Linked DNA regions of Sus scrofa: region 1 is linked to region 2. Evidence: chromatin contacts called from public HiChIP or PLAC-seq data. All regions are on one chromosome and are shown on one strand. The core of a region is the stretch at or near the end of the contact, and the rest is flanking DNA. Distances in the headings are between cores, read along the strand shown.

Region 1 (2,700 bases), core at 200-2,699, 51 kb before region 2:
TAATTTTAAAATTTTGATCTAGTTAAGGATGTCAAGCTTGAATCAGTGGTTTACTTCTTGAATTTACAACACTATCAGTCTTTTTTTAAATCTCCCGATAATCAAAAGAAAGCAATGATTATTACAGCACCTTGCTTGAATATGGTTTTTTAAGAAAGCTTTTTTTCCAGGTAATGTAATAGAACCAGTATGATAGGACTGTTTACCAAAACTGATAAAAATTAAATCCATTAGTTGATGGCACAATGCACTTTCTTTTTTGGAAGCCATGCAATTGTTCTATTTAAAAAGCAAACCAAGTTAAGGAAACATTCAAATATATTATTTGAAATATGTATATATAATATTTATAGATGTATGTATATATAACTGAATTTTTCTTTTTAAAGATATATTAAAATAAACTTTTTTTTTTTTTTTTTTTTTTTTTTTTTTTGCCAAAGTACATAGAAACCAACCACTTTTAAAAGAAGGATTTAAAATGGCTATAAAATGAATGCAATTGTATTAAATAGTTAATACATGTTACTCTAGATTGGGACAAACAAGAAAAAAAAATTCTGCTCGATTTAAATTACTTTAGAATTTCCTATTAAGATCAGTTTCAGCTTAGTTTGATCTCCAATTATGAATCCAAATGGTCTTTCTTTTAGTTCTTTCTCCATTTTTAAGCATTAAACTGTAAATTAATCTTACTAAGACAAGCACAAATTTCTAAGCTTAGATTTACTTATTTAGATTTTAAAATCAAAGTGTACACTACAAATTGCTTCCCTAAAGTATTTAAATACGATCATAATAAAAAATAATTCTGAAGTGTCACATCTTACATAAAACAATATATTTTCACAATGGATAAACAAATGCAAGAATATCTTTTTCCTGGAAAATGTTTGACTCATAGTATGCAAAATTAACAAACCAATATATGTAGGAAAATTTACAAATGTTAGAAATTTACTAGAGGCAAAATGTTTTCAAAATTTACTACTAATATAAAAGTTCTTTTAGCACTAAATTCGGTACATAATTAGGAGGAAAAGAGGTTTTACTCTGCAGTTAAAATAATTTAGCAATAAAAAAGAACTTAAAAAATTTCCAGCTTTTTAAATGTTGTATGTGAAGTTGAAACTTTGTAAATTTACTAAACTTTTTAATTTAAAATATTGACTAATTACTTGAGAGAGGGTATCGGTTTTACCTAACGTACTTTGTAACCCTGTCAGCATTTAAATTGCTGTTCTATAAATAGCAATCTAAATAAAATGAAAAATAGCAAGTAACACTTTCTTCTTACCTCTATGTCTTATTTACAGTTGCTTGTTGAGCTGTTTAAATAGCTGAGTTGAATTAGCAGCACCTCAAAGAACTCTGTTCTCTGCTCTACTCTCTTCTCTAGACACTTTTTTTTTTCACTCTGCAAAAGGACAGTCTACCAAAAGAGGAAGCTATGAAATGCTAGAGTCATTATGCTTTATAAATTCTATGGAGAATGGAACATTATTTCAAAAAGCTTATGCTTGAAATAATGGTAACAGGCTATAATTTGTGTTTATACATATATAATTAATGTATACACATATGTGTAAGCAAAGTTTTGAAAAGTTATTGGAATCTATACTTAAGTAGTACTCGTTTACATAAAGAATCATCTCGTGTGGCTAAATGATAATCATAGAAAAAACCCAAAATACTGCTGTATGTGGAAGAAAACTGTTGAGCTGATATATGAGAGATAAACTTGCTTCTATATGTCTAATTAATGTAAAGTCTTTGGAGTATGACCTAAACTCTAATTTGACTACAGACATTTTGTAAAAAGAAGAAAAAAAAAAAAAACTTCAGTAAAAAGGCATTTTCCTGGAATCTGAGTGGTGGTTTTTTTACCTACAAGTCTTAAACTTCCTTTCTCATGAATAGCTGCCTGTTACATATAGATAAAGCGTTGCAAAACTGAAACTGTTGCTTATTCATGAGCTATGGTCTCTCTCAACTTCAGCCACAAGAATAAAAAACAGGTGTAGATTCTGCAATGCTGAACATTTAATTGGTTAATTTTCTAGCAAGTTGGAGCATTATTTTAAAATATCTGTAAGACAGTAGGGACAATGTTTGAAAAAGGACATAAAAACAGTTGATATTTGCATGTACTACTGCCAACTTCAAAGAAAAAAAATACTCATGTATCTACTTCTCCCAGGTTATGGATAGCTGCAATTTATTTGTGGCTGTTCCTCTCACCCTACCTTGCTCACTGGGGAAGGGAAGGGGGTGGATTGCAAGAATAATTAAGGAATTGTGCAAACCTCCACACATTGCAAAAACTACTCTCTGGACTTTAGAAGCTATTGTGCTCTCAGGGTGTCACACTCTCTTTTTACTTAGCTATATTTTCAAAGGTGGCAATCATTTTAGGGAATGATTAAAGATGAAAATGTTTTCCTAAAATCATACTTAATGTGAGTTTTCAGTAAGAAAAAAATAAATGAACAAATAATACTAAGAAAGATGCCTCCCCTCTCACACACATACAAAACCAAAACAAACAAATAGAAAACCCATCATAGTTTCACCAATGGAAAATTTGATCTGAAATCTTTAATGAGATACTTGTCTTTTCATTTTTTTTTTATGGTTTCCTTTGCTATTCAAAAGCTTTTGAGTTTAATTAGGTTCCATTTGTTTTTATTGTCGTTATTT
Region 2 (2,700 bases), core at 192-2,691:
TTACTCCAACAGATATTTATTTATTTATTTATTTATTTTTAGGGCTGCACCCAGGGCATGTGGAAGTTCTCAGGCTAGGGTCCAATCGGAGCTGTTGCTGCTGGCCTACACCACAGCCACAGCAACGGGGGATCCCAGCTGCATTTGTGACCTACACCACAGCTCACAGCAACGCTGGATCCTTAACCCACTGAACTAGGCCAGGGATCGAACCCGCGTCCTCATGGATGCTAGTTGGGTTCACTAACCACTGAGCCACAACGGGAACTCCTCCAACCGATATTTATAGAAAACGATTGCCTTCTAGAAAATAACAAAAATGTCATGTCTGTTCAAAATATTATGAGAGTTTTAATAACAATATATAACATGAAATTATAAAACCATTCCTGAGTGACTCAGTGATACTAAATTTTTGTTATTATACTTAATTATTCTGTTGCCAAATCCTAGGTGTACACTCTTTCTCCAAATTATTATGTAAACCATTGTGAGGTTGAACATGTATTATACCTTAATTTGAATGATATTTTTATCATGGCTCCTTTCATGGGGGGTTATAAACAAACAAGTAAAAAGGTAGGGATAGCTATATAATGAAACATGCAACCATTAAAAACTATGTTATTAAATTATTTTATAATGGCAAAGGAAAGAGAACATGATATTCTAAGTGAAATAAGCTATAAGATCCCAGTTATAAACACACACAAACACACACAGACACACACACATACATACATGCACACATACATAAAGTGCAATCCTGTGAGAAAATATTTGAGAATATTGAAAATGTAGGTTTATTCCTGGATTGCAGAATTTTGTAGGCTCTTGCTTTTTAAAACAAATGTCTGTATTTTTTAGCATTTTCTACACTTAGATGTTTATTTTTATTATTTTTGTCTTTTTAGGGCTGCACCTGTGGCATATGGAGGTTTCCAGGCTAGGGGTCAAATCAGAGCTGTAGCTGCTGGCCTATACCACAGCCACAGCAATGCCAGATCCAAGCTGTGTCTGTAACCTAAACTATAGCTCACAGCAACGCTGGATCTTTAGCACCGAGCGAGGCCAGAGATCAAACCTGTGTTCTCATGGATGCTAGTCAGATTCATTTCTGCTGAGCCATGATGGGAACTCCCTTCTCAAAATTTTATTTATTTATTTATTTATTTATTTATTTATTTATTTATTTGCATGCTTATTTTTATTATCAGGAAAGATTAAAACTAATTTTAAAAGAATATAAATACAAAAAAATGAAATTATGAAGTATAATCATGCATGTGCAATTTCAGATTGCTTAAAATTTACATTCAGACAGCATTGTTTCTCCTGGGAAAGTTCAGATCTTGGTGAGTATGTATTTTCTAAGGAGGTAATGAGACAAAAGACATTTTTTGCTTGGTAAAAGATTAGAGGCATTGCAAAGCGGAAGAGACCAGTGGCACAGGAAATAAAAGTCAACGAGTTAAGATAAGGGACTATCGAGAAAAACAAGAGAGTCCGTAACAAGTGGTAAAAACGTTTTCTGAGCGTTTTGGCTTATAACATTACTCAGAGCAAAGCAGAAGAAAGTAATATTTCTGTAACATCTGCAAAATGGCAGGGATTATGCTTGTGTCATTTAATTCTTAGTTATATCAAATTTGTCTGATTATTCACATACCCAGGAAAGTAGAATGGCAAAAGCAATGAACACAGGATTTAAATCTAGGTTAGTTGGGCCCTAAAAATTCAGTTCTCTGCATTTTACCCCACTTTCTCCAGAGTATTTTGATGAAATACATAAACAGATAATCTTTCTTCTAGGACAGTGGTGACTGTGGTATTTGACTGTAAGAAAAAGGGGAATTCGGTAATTTTACTTTCAGATTGGAAAGTAGAACAAGGGTGGTTTAATGCAGACAACCCTTTCCATGTTCTCAATTCTCCAGCTGAGAGAAAGCCAGTGATGTAATAAAAACCAAAATGGTCATCTAAGTAACTCAGACCTTAGTACTCAAATCTCACATTTACTAAATATGTAACATTGGGCAAGTTTTCTAATTTTTCTGTCTCAGACCCCTTGACTATAAAACGTTTTAATGATACTGTCTTATGCAGTGATTGTAAAGATAAATGAGAACAACATTCAAAGGGTACCTAGAAGGGATCGTAACACACCATAGGCACCTAATAAATGTTGGTTACTTTTCCTTGCATCCCAACAACTGGGTACTTATTACAGCAAGCCACTCATTGCCAATGACTTATATTAGTTGCTCCTGAGTTTCCATTAGCAGGTGGAAGCCTACCCATAAATTCCTAAGTGCATGCAATTATTTTTAAAAAGCATGTCTTGTTGAGATGTTTCACAGTAGTTTTCCCATAGTCATTTCCCCCTATGAACTTAAGTTTTCTGCTATCAAGATGTAGAGACTAAATTTAATAAAGTCATAATCAAGTTTGTAATTGGAGTATTTAGAATCTTAATATTATACAGAAGGACCCTATGAGATCTTCAAGTTCAAGAAGCAAACAGGATGAATCAGGCTCATATTCTTTTAGTTTACCTAGAATAGCATTTATTACAATGATTACCATTACTCTTACTATTATTATTTTCTTTCCAATGTGAATGCTCCATACAGAGCATCTCTCTCTCTCTTGCAAGCTCTTTCATGTTTTATTGTGGCAGTTCCTCACATTTACTTTCCT

Evidence for each region. HiChIP or PLAC-seq counts read pairs in DNA pulled down with a chosen protein or histone mark.
Region 1: an H3K27ac HiChIP or PLAC-seq map of alveolar macrophages shows a contact between it and region 2. The contact joins the promoter of MBNL1 here to the enhancer-like site in region 2. A contact is called at or near these places in 10 of 47 Hi-C or Micro-C datasets (alveolar macrophages, blood, embryonic fibroblasts and 3 more) and 1 of 2 datasets of contacts at active chromatin or transcription factors (alveolar macrophages).

What each region holds. Positions count from the first base shown.
Region 1 is chr13:92,490,527-92,493,226 of Sscrofa11.1, reverse strand. It overlaps MBNL1 (muscleblind-like protein 1), which reads right to left and starts at 1,449. Exons shown (of 13, transcript XM_021069664.1): 1 at 1,298-1,449.
Region 2 is chr13:92,439,297-92,441,996 of Sscrofa11.1, reverse strand. No RefSeq gene overlaps it. Among named protein-coding and RNA genes, the nearest start is that of MBNL1, 51 kb to the left of the region's middle. Within about 2 kb of position 1,441, at least 11 of the 83 cell types and tissues checked have an H3K27ac peak or open chromatin away from gene starts, as enhancers often do. A contact at or near this core is called in alveolar macrophages and liver, where this site is marked.